2 separate regions of the Mus musculus genome follow, and region 1 is linked to region 2. Evidence: chromatin contacts called from public capture Hi-C data. All regions are on one chromosome and are shown on one strand. The core of a region is the stretch at or near the end of the contact, and the rest is flanking DNA. Distances in the headings are between cores, read along the strand shown.

The links. Capture Hi-C pulls out chosen DNA fragments and counts their contacts.
Region 1: a contact with region 2 is called in a capture Hi-C map of macrophages, with 5 times the contacts expected there. The contact joins the promoter of Smad6 here to the promoter of Calml4 in region 2. A contact is called at or near these places in 1 of 39 promoter capture datasets (cranial neural crest) and 1 of 9 other capture datasets (macrophages).

Annotation. Positions count from the first base shown.
Region 1 is chr9:64,018,630-64,024,282 of GRCm38.p6, forward strand. Smad6 (SMAD family member 6) reads right to left here and starts at 3,430. Exons shown (of 4, transcript NM_008542.3): 1 at 1,576-3,430. The coding sequence starts at 2,395.
Region 2 is chr9:62,853,704-62,859,527 of GRCm38.p6, forward strand. It overlaps Calml4 (calmodulin-like 4), which reads left to right and starts at 4,401. Exons shown (of 5, transcript NM_138304.2): 1 at 4,401-4,458; 2 at 4,539-4,569. The coding sequence starts at 4,456. It also overlaps the pseudogene Gm10653.

The DNA.
Region 1 (5,653 bases), core at 2,180-4,679, 1.2 Mb after region 2:
CTTTAGGTCCACCCCCTCCTCTGAGGCTGCTCCAGGTTAAAGGCAAGGCACTCCCCGAGGTGATCCAGTTACATGCACGCCCACAGCCCTACTGGTGGCTCAGACCACTGACCTAGCCCCACCCCCTTACCTCCTTCTCCTTTCTTCCCACCTCCGAGGAAGATTTCTTGACAGTATGACTCCGACTCTGTTCCCTCCCCACCACACACAGAGTACCTGGTACTGAGTGATGCTTAACAAACTGGCTAGTACTGTGACTTGGTGACAGACAAATAATTCACTAGGGCCTTATTAGAAGAGTGTAGTAGGTCCCACCATCGATCTCCCAAACAAAAATACAAGGGAGGCAATACAACCACAAATAAGAGTCCTCCTCCCCAGAGAAAGAGGTAGCAGTTTACAACAGGGGAAGCTGTCAATGAGCCTCCAGGCACAGAAAGCCCAGCGCAGACACAGGCCAAGGTCTACCCAGAGTGTCTACACTGTACCTGGAGAGACCATGAGGGAAGTACATCAGGAGCCAAAATAATAGGAGGGAAACTTCCTTTCTCGTCACTAGGCCCTCCTCTATACAGGGGAGAAGTCAGGCTTCCGATGCTGCCAGCCCACACTGAGGAGACCCAAGAGCTGACCAGAGCCAACAGCCAGCCTGTAACTGCCTGTTCCATTTTCTCCTGCAAATGCAACGCCATTGGATGCATTCACCTACACCTACAGCGAGTGTTCCTCGTGGTACAGAAAGTGTGTGTGTGTGTGTGTGTGTGTGTGTGTGTGTGTGTGTACACTTTCTGGCCTGTCAGGGCCTTTCAGCTCTCCTCACCTCTGCTCCTGCACCTGAGCCTGCCTAGCTAAGCAAGGCTAAGTTAAGGTAGGGTGTGTGCAGAAGATCCCAGGAGAACAAAGGGGCCAGTTCTCAGGGTAACAAAAGAGCTAGCAGCCTCTGACTCCCAGATGCCTCAGGTCCCTCAGAGGTAAGCTAAAGGCCAGAATTAAGAGCCTTGACGATGGAAGAGCCTGGCATTCCATCCCAAAGGATGTTGCAAACAAGAGGGTTTGCCCTGCAGAGTCTGGGCTAAAACTACAGAAAGGGACAAAGTCAAACATCTTTGCAAACACTTCTGACGTTAGGCGTGATTTCCCTACTGACAGCTTCACAGCCATACCTACCTGGGTGGGGAAGAGCAGATCAGGGGTATAGGATATGCTTACAAATGCTAAAAGCTATGTACCGACTGAGGTGAGTCCCCAAAGGAGAGGTGGCATTTCCACCTTTAGCCTCTCCATGGCTTACTATCCCGTTTCACAGAGCTGCAATCTTTAAATCCCAGAGGCTGCATATGGAAACCCGAACGTGTCCCTTTCTCACTTCGCCGGCGCCACAAAATAAAGTTACCATCTGAAACTGCAGACATCTAGCCCTCAACTTTCCTCAATCCCCTGCAGGCTCCCAGTACCGGGGGAGGGGGGCGGTCGGGAGGGGGGGAGCATCCCTAGTGTATCCAACAAAGAGATTGGGAAAGGGAAAGGGAACAGGACGGTAGAGTCGGAGGTCGAGGCGACCCTGCGCACGCTCACCTGGCCCGCAGAGCCGGCTGAAGTGGTAGGGGTTGCAACACACCGTGGGCCCGTCGGCGGCGGCGGTAAAGCTGTGGCAGCCGCACAGGGGTTTCAGCTCCACTGCGTGCTGCAGGTCTGGCCAGCGGAAGAGGCGGCCGAGCAGCAGCTGCGGTGGCGCGGGCTGGCCGCCCAAGCGGAGGTCGGCGCGCGGCACCAGCACGCAGCCGCCCGGTACGCCGCCTCGGGACTCCACAGCCTCCAACAGCGTGTCCAGCGAACGCTCCTTGAGCCTCTTGAGCAGCGAGTACGTGACCGTCTTGAGCTCCTGCTCCAGAAGCAGCAGTCGCGAGCGGGCTTCGCGACTCCGAGGCCCGCCGCCCTCCTCCGGCTCCGGGGACTGTCTGGCTTGGGGATCGCCAGAGTCCCGGGGCGCGCCTGCTGCGTCCCGTTCGGAGAAGAGACAGCAGGTCACCGTCTCGCAGTCACTCTCAGGCAGCCAGCCTGGGCCTCCAGGCTCCGCCACATCCAGCGGGGAGCCCCCAGCCCCGGCCCCCGACTCCGACACGGGCCTCGGGAGGCCCCCTGTGCGCCGGCGCCTGCCCGCGATCGCGGCGCCTCGCGGTCCCACCGCGTCCCGGGGCCGCCGCGGGGCTACCGAGCGGACTTCGGAGCGGCTGCAGCCTCCGCCCTCTCGTGCCCGCGGGGCAGGCTCAGCTCGGCTGCCCAGGCTCCCATCCTCGTCGACACCACCGCCGCCGCCGCTGCCTTCCTCCCGATCAGGGACCACACGACTTCGCCAAAGTCGCCGCACCAGCCCCGAACGTTTAGACCTGAACATACGATACCCTTTGGCGCCTGGGGTGGTGGGAGGGGAGGCGGTCTCCGGTTACCGGGGGTCCGTTCCCTCAACGAGGCGCCGGCTGAGCGGGCCGCAGCCCCACATGAAGCTCTGCCGCGGGGCGCCGTGCAGACCGCGCACAGCCTGTCGTCGAAGGGGCACCGCAGGGCTGCAACATGAGGGAGCTCGCGCCGGGCCAAGCCGGGCCGGGCCGGGCCGGGAACACGCGCGTGTTGAGCCTCAGTCCGCGAGGGACCAGCGGGCTACATGGATCACGATGGGCCGGGACCGCTCAACTCCAGCTGCTTTGGAGCCTTAGGGAAGCCACCAGCGAAACGATGCTAGAGACACCCTGCATGGGCCGGCGAGCCTTCAAAAGTTGCGCGGCTGGTACACGAGCACAAAGCGCTTGCGTCGTGCCCCCAAATGTGTCTGCACAACTCTGCCTTCAAAAGCCAAGCTATGCTACATGGGCTTTCCCTGCAGGATCCGAAACTAAGGCTTGTGGATAACTCCCATATCCCTGCAACAAAATAAAAATAGAAATAAAAGCAAAGCAAGAAAAAGGTCCCAAACAAAACTCAAAATGCTTGGATTTTGCACGCACGAAAAGCAATTCCGTCTCAGGTCCCGGGCGCTCGGTGCACTTGGGGCAAGTCTCTCCTGAACGCGGGTGTCAACACATGAGTGGAAGCCGGAAAAAAAAAATCCCAAAGAGCTGCTAGGAATCCTTAATTAAAAATGCAATCCACCGAAGCAGAGGTCGCAGCCCGCCCCACGCTGCGCTGGGTCGCTTCGGGCGCCGCGGCTGCCGAGGTCGCCCCCCCCCCCCTTCACCAAAGTGCCTCCTGGTGGCCCCGCGGTCCCAGCGAGGTTTGGCGAGGCAGCGCCCGGCGGCTCTTTCTCTGGACTCAGCTCCCTCGCTCGTTCCCCCTCTCGGCGCTCTCTCTCTTTTTTGTTCTCCTCAAACGCACACTGAGGGCCCCCGGAGGAGCGCCGCGGAGTCATTGGCTGCCTCCCATCATATGCCAGTCTAGACACTTTGGCGGCTCCGCGGCGCTGATTGTTGCGCAAACAAGGTTTCAAGTTTCTTAACTCTTAAAGGAGAACACGTCCCATTGCTGAGCCCGAGGCTCCGAGGGGGCTGGTTCCCGGGGCGGGCCGAACGCGGGCCCCCGCCCCTCGCCCGCCCCAGCACCCCCGCCCCGAGGCTGACAGTGCCCGCGACTCACTCTCAAGCTCACGTCGTGCCTTGGGCACGGATACCAGCCGTCCCGCACACGCGCTAACAAACACTCACACCCTGATGCCCAGCTCTGCTGGGTGAACCCACCGCGACCCGGACTCCGAGGCGGCCCTTTGCCTCTCTCTGGCTTGTGCCCAAACTTGCAAACGCGCATAGCACTTTAGAGTCAGTCCAAACCCCCAGCCTCAGCGCGGGCTAATAAAAATGGGCGTGTGTGTGCGCCTTCCTGCCCTCCGTCTCTGGGGAGTTGGGGGGCGGCGGCGAAGTTGGGATAGCGGGTTTCTTCCGTGTCCTATGAAGGCTCCACGCACCCCCTGCCCAAAATTAGGGGTCTCTCCGCCTAGGCTACACTGGGGGGCGGGTGATCGAGGGAGCTCCAGGATAGCCCGAGGTGGGGACTTGGACAGGGTGGGGTAGAGGCAGGAGTGCTCTTGGATGGCTCCTCCTGGTCGCCCCGGCTCTCCCTCCTGGCGTCCTAGGCTCCTCTCAAGGCCAGGCGCTTTCTTCTCCCTTCGAGGATTTACCTTATGCCCCTTCGAGAGTGATAGAGGGGCGTGCTTTCCCCAGTTATGTTTCACTATAAAAACGGGGGCAAGTTGGGGACAGACTTGGGGACCCGGCATGGGAAGGGTTAAGGCCGCTCCTGCCCTGGAGCCGGCGCGGCGGGGTACCTCCTCGGGCGTGCTTGCTAGTCCGAGGGTGGCAAAAGTTCAAGCTTGTAAAGTCAGGATTGGCCCCGCGCGGAGGGGAAAAAAGGCCTGGTTCCCCCTCCCCCTCCCGGGCGTGGCGCCGATTGGCCCAGCCGCAGGGCCGGCCCCGCCCTCCCCTGGCGCGCCGCGGCCCCACCCCCGGCGCAGCACCACGCCCCTTTCCGGGCAGGAGCGGGGCCCCGAGCTCAATGAAAGAAATTCCGCTACTCTCATTGGCCTGGGGCTTGACGCCGCACCCCGCGGGAGGCGGAGTGGGGAGGATGGGGCGCGGACTTGTGATCCCCTTTAGGATACCTGTGCTCTGGACTGCTGTAGCGAAGGTGGTGTGCAAGTCCAGGAACGGGTCTGGAAGTGCGCTGGGGGAAGGGTCGTGTGTGTAGGAAAGATACAGACTACTTCCCTGAGTCTTACCTGGAGCCAGGTACTCCAGTGCTGCAGGGCCGATTGTCACACCCACCCTTCACTATTTTGGCCAAGGTGAATATGAGTAGCTGTCCTGGCCTTGGTTTCTCAAGATTCTAGGAAATCCTTACTAATAAGTGCATACATCAAAAGTGGGCAAGAAGCGCCCACACAAACTTGTCTTTTAGCTTCCGTTCATCCCTGAAGAAGTTGATGATCCTAAAACGCAAAGAGAGCCTACAGGATTGTGCACACCCATGAGTACAGCACTTGGGAGGTAGAGGAAAGAGAATCAGGAGTTCAGTGCTCTCCTGGGCTACACAGAGACCTGGAAGCCAGCCTGGGCCTGCGTAAGACCCTGTCTCCGAAAGTCTCCCAAAATAAAATAATAAATACAAAGAGAAGCCAATTATGTTCTCTCTTACGAAGATTTTGTTGCCTTGCCTCTGGGTTACAATAAGAGCAGATGCTTTGAGCTCTTTACCATGGTAGCAGAAGTTTCAAGCCTAAACAGCTAATGGGTTTTATTTTCTCTGTGTACAGATGAGAAACTGAGGCACAGAAACTTGCTCATTTAATTTGAAACCTATTGAGAGCACTAAGACACCAAAACCAGAGAGCTCCAAGTTCTCACCCCCACTCCCCAACAGCAGGGAGAGGCATGTAACTATGTGATGTCACAACATCGCTTTTAGGTGTGTGGTTTCCCAAATAAGGTGCATGGTACTGCCTCTATTAGACCTGCTGGATGGACATTTCATACGGAGGCCACAACTCCCCACTACAAGACTCTGGAGATGAGGGTAGCTGGCAACCACCATTATATAGAGTGCCAAGGCCTTGGACACAATAGCCTGCACAAGTTTGTCATCCCTGATCGGGTGGGACTTGAACCCAGCT
Region 2 (5,824 bases), core at 3,151-5,650:
TGCCATGAACGTGATGGCTGCGAGCAGCCCATGTCTATCTGTTCAGTTCTGGGGGTGAGGTACTGACAAGGCTGTGTTCTCATGGGCTCTAGAGGATGTCTCTTCGCTGCCTCTTCCAGCCTGTGGTGGGACCTAGGTCATCGTGGGTGTTCAGGGCTGTGAGCCCATTACTCATGGCCCTCTCTCTGTGGTGTGGCTCTCCTTGGCTTAGCACCTACCCTGTCTGCTCTGTATGACCTCACCTCGCCTACATCCACGGACCCTACTTCAGATGAAGTCCCTTAGGCTTTAGGTAGACGTGGATTCCAGGGACACTAGTTAGCTCAGGAGAGCCCTGAAACAAAAGGATAGATAGGATGGAGGCAGGGGAAAGCAAAGTCTGAGGACCACTTCCTGCCCTTCCACACTTTACACAGATGCTTTGCCAAGACTCACTTGCCTGGGTGTGGGGAAGAATAAGGACTGCCCCATTATACTCCAACTCTGAGAGACAGGAGCGCTTACCTAGGAACACAGTTCCATAAGAAAGCAGCAAGGGGAAGAACATGGCTTTTGGGTGAGAGCAGGATTTAGGGAGACAGGGCTGGGGCCAGGAACTTAGTGTCCTGCAGTCCAAGCTGACTGAACTTCTGATCCTCCTGCCTTCATCCTCTTACTGGACTTACAGGCTTGCACAATATGAGTTATGCGGTACTGTGGGTCAAATGCAGGGCTTGCATGCTAGGCAAATGTTCTACCAACTGAACTGTATCCTGAGCCCCTAACCCCATATAACCTAAGACATTCCTGGGAGACTCTTATAGACAAAGTAGCCTGGGTGGAGAGGAAAGGCCCCTTGCCTAAAACCCCTTCCACAGGGAGGGATGTTAGTCCAGAGAGTGGTAAAGAGGAGCCAGCAGAAGTCGGTGAAGTCCAGGGGGAGGTGCTGGCCCCACGCCAGGAGGGCCAAGCTTTGGGTATAAAGTGAATAAACTCAGCCCCAAGTGGGGCCGGAGGAGTTTCCTGTTGCAGTTCACATGGAGAGTCCCACATGCAGAGCACTGTGCAGCTTGGTAGGCCACACCATGAGGCCACTGGCAGTCACAGCCTTGGAGCCGGTATTTAGCCAGCTGAAACAGCAGAAGACAACCCCTTTGTCACCCACAAATAGAGGGACCTGAGTGTGGCTGCAGGCATCTGATGTGTACTTGGGAGGTAGAAACAGGAGGATCAAGAGTTCAGAGCCATCTTCAATTATACAGTGAGTTTGAGGGCTCCCTGAGCCACTGGGATCCTGTCTCAGCACAACACAAACGGGTCCTGGAGAAAGGACTCTGAGCATTTACTGTGTGTGCAGAGGACCTGAATTTGGTTTCCAGCATCCATGCAGGGTGGCTCACAACTGCCTACAACTCCACCTTCAGGGGATCTGACTCCCTTTCATGGTCACTGTGGGCATCTGTACACAAACATACACACAGCCATGCAAACATACACATAAATAAAGTGTATGTATATATATGTGTGTGTATATATATATATATATATACACTTTAAATACACATAAAGTATGTATATGTGTGTGTGTATATATATTTAAAGATTTATACATAAGTACACTGTAGCTGTCTTCAGATACACCAGAAGAGGGCATCAGATCTCATTATGGGTGGTTGTGAGTCACCATGTGGTTGCTGGGATTTGAACTCAGGACCTTCAGAAGATCAGTCAGTGCTTTTACCTGCTGAGCCATTTCTCCAGCCCTAAAAGTATATTTTTTAGAAATACTTTTCTGGCCAGGCATGGTGGCACACGCCTCTTTAATCCCAGCACTCGGGAGGCAGAAGCAGGCGAATTTCTGAGTTCAAGGACAACCTGGTCTACAAAGTGAGTTCAGGGCTACACAGAGAAACCCTGTCTTGAAAAACCAAAAAAAAAAAAAAAACAACAACAACAACAAAAAACCTTTTCTGTCTGGTGGCAGCCGTCAGGCAAGCCCTGGTATGCACATACAAGTACAGACTACAGAGCAGTGGTTCTCAATCTCTCAATCGTGGGTTGTAACCCCTTTGGGCCTTTCACAGAGATCAGATATCTTGCATATTAGATATTTAGATTACAGATCCACCACAGTAGCAAAATTACAGTTATGAAGAAGCAATGAAAATAATTTTATAGGTGGGTCACCATAACATGAGGAACTGCATTAGAGGGTTTCAGGGCGAGGAAGGGGGAGGACCAGTGCTATAGAGGTGACCTGACATCCTGGCATGATGCACTTTCTTCAGGGCCCACTGCTAGCCGTATCACCAATGCCCTGTGTTCCACCGGGCATTAGCTTCACGAGGCTAAGCAAAACTACATTAGATGCAGGACTTTGTGTTCACAGTGGAGGCTGCGAACACCCAATTCCTTAGAGTGCAACTTAGAGTAAACCTATCCATCATAGGCTTAACCAGCTAAAGATGGCCTGGTCCTCAGTACTGTGTGGAGAGAGCTGGACTCCATTGTGAATTCTGAGCATCCTGAATTCTTACGGGGCTGAAGGCTTCATACAGGTTCTTTGAGGTTCTCCTCACAGACCCACTACTTCATAAGTTACCAGAACAAATCCTGGCACTCACTGGATCACCGAACCAGTGCATAAGCACCAAGAGATGCCTGGACTGCCGTCTGCTGGCCACAGGAGCTCTGGTCTCTGAAAGGGAAACCAAGTTCTGACATGCTTTGAGTGTTTCTCACCACACACTTGGAGAGCCTGGAGCACTCTCCAGCTCCATTAGTGATGATATAAAGAATGTTCATAAAATCTATACTAGTAAATGATTTAGGACGGTCATGCATGCGCGTACGCACACCCACACACACCCACACACCAATGGAAACAAAACCAAACAACAAAAGAAGGGAGAGTTGACAGGTGTCAGGATGCCCTTAGGGGCACATGGCTGACCCCAGTACTCAGTTACTAAAACCCAAGAAGATGCCTCACCCGCCTCTGAGCCCATCACAGAGGTAGGGTATTTGGGGGCCTCAGTTCTGTACCCACCTGTCAAAAAGTACTGCCTACCTCCCTTGCTCTTCCATGACAACTAAACTGTGTCCCCCCAGCCTTCCCCACTCCCACCATACCCACCCCCCACCAAACCTAGGCCCCCAACTATACCTACCCCTCCATACCTAGGCCCCACCATATCTTGCCTCCCCAACCATACCTACCCTCCAAATCATACCTACCCCCCACAAAGTGGGTCAGAACCTCAAGATTCTCACATCTAAAGCAGGTAAGAAGAGGTAGATGGCTCAGGAGAAAAAACAAAACCATTCCACATGGAGGTGTCAGGACCAGAGGGAGGCCATGAGTTTGTGTGCCCTCAGATGGGTTAGCAGGAGACCTTAACTCTCTTCCTCTGGCACCTGCAGCCTTTGGTAGCTCTCATTTGCTCCCTTGCTCCCTGTGTAGTACACAGGCTATGTGACCACACACAGTGACTGACAGTTGGACCAGGCTGGATTTAGCACTTTGTAGGCAAACCAGTCAAGGAGTGTGGATGAGGGAAAGGAGACTTTCAGACCAACCTGAGAACCTAGTCATGCCCAGGGCCCAGTACCAGTTCTAGGAGGCACCCTTTTTCCTGTCTCAGGGGACGGGGAGAGGAATAGAGGGCTGAGAAATTCAGAGTCAGCAGCTTATTATAATACGGGAAAGGGCGAGACGAGGAAGGGAGAGGAACTTCCTGCCTGGTCAGGTCAAACTCCAAGTTCCCTGAGCGGCTAGCTTAAGACTCAGCCCCAGCACCCAACACCATCCCCAGCCCCTAGGAAGTAGAATTGGCTGTGTATTGGCCTTTGGATTATCCTAGCAGCCCATAACGTAGCTGGTGAGGAAACTGAGGCATACAAGAGACGGACGGTCCTCAGCGTGTCCCCAGACATAGTGCATCTGCAAGGCTGTGTTTGAAGCGTCTCTGAGCACTGCTCCCTTGGATAGCTTCTTCTGGAGAGACCGTGTGTGTGTGTGTGTGTGTGTGTGTGTGTGTGTGTGTGTGTGTGTGCGCGCGCGTGCGTGTGCGCGCGTGCTATCTGGCTCCAGCAAGGAGCCCAGCTTAGCCTCGGGAGAGAGCAAAGCTTCCTAAGACAGACTCAGACCAGGACAGAGTCAGCCCCACCCGGAGCCCCCTTTCAGAAGTTAGGCTTCCAAGAAGGAACACCCAAATTGTCCAGTTGCTGCAGAGCCCCAGCCTCCGGGGGCAGGGGCCTCCAGGAGAGTCTGTAAATGGTTTCCTCACAATCACCCTTCTCAGGACGGTGGGGGCATCCACTACTCAGCCGGAATTTGACTCTCATGGCATAGAGCCCGGTCTCCGTGGCAGCGGAGGATTTATTACCAGGCCTCCGCCCAGCATGCTGGACTTTCGACTCCAAGCTGGAGTAAAGAGAACCAAACTCAGTTCCAGGAGTAAGGGGAGCCTGAGGATGGTGAGTGAGGGGCTGTGCCGGAAGGAGGTGGGAAGGGCCCCCGCTGAAGCCCCCTCTTGACTGTTCTTTCTCTGCTACAGGCCAAGTTCCTTTCCCAGGACCAAATTAATGGTAGGTTGGGTTTGTTCTTTAATTAGTAATTCGCCACAAAATGTGTGTCTCATTAGGCAATTTGCTTTGCTGGGTTTTGTTGGTAGGAAGGAAGGCCCCGAGGGGTGGACAGCTGGCCCACCCACAGGCTTGGGGCCAGGTGCTGTGGGGCAGCTGGTTATCTGTTTGGGGGTGGCCCTGAAGACCGACTAACTGACTTCCAGGGCTTGTTATATGTCAGTGTGACTTTCAAGCTGGGTCATAAAAGTGAGCTTGCTTAGTGCTCCAGAGAGCCTGGAAACGGGTCTGGGTGGGAGGCTGGTCATGGAGAAAGGTCACTAACATAGTAATTGAACCAGAGATGGGGGATGGGGCTTTGTAGTCAGTGTAGACAGGCAACAGAACTCAGGGTTACACGCTGGGGCAGGATATTTCTTTATGGACCTTAGACTGTAAAATGAGGGGCTCAGCTGGCACCTCCTGCCTAGTTCAGTGTGGGCACCTTGTTCTTGGGCTTCCCACAGAGCAGAGTTCTGTTTCCCCAAGAGCAGAAAGGCAGAATTAAGTTACACAGGACCTGGCAAACACCTGGCCAGGGATCTGGTGGCTGAGTTTCTGGCAGAGAGGCCAGAGTGCAGCACAGGCCCTTTACGGGATAACTCTCTTTTCCCTGAGGCTGAGCCCCTACACCTGCCCCAACATAGGAGGGAAACAGCCTTGGTAACCCCCTTCTCATTGCCGCTGACATGACACCTTGTCGGTGAGCTAGAACTGCAGGTACACAGGGACACGGAGCTCTGGTGCAGGACACTGTCCAGCAGGCCACAGGGGTGGCTTCTGGTTACCCCAGCAAGGATCTATCCCAGAGATGTAAATGACTAGAGTACAGTCTAGAGCAGGGAGTGACAGCGATGTGTGCCTATTGGTCCTACTCTTAGATTCCTCAACTCCCTATCCCCAAACTAAGGCCCAGAACAGAGGGGACAGTGAGGAGACTCTGCTACACAGAGCCTAGCCCACAGTTAGGGGCCAGGGGCTGGCGGACAATCCACTATGGGAGAATTTGTACTGCTCTTGCAGAAGACCTAAGTTTGGTTCCCAGTACATATACAAGAACTGATCACCATCACCTGTAACTCCATCTCCCAGGGCAAAGGAAACCTTTGGCCTCCTGGGGCACCTGTATGCGTGCATGTGCACACAATGGAAAGTAAAGTCTTTGAAGGGGGGACCTAAGCTAGAGGCCACCTGTCAGCCTCACCAGTCCCCCTACTCT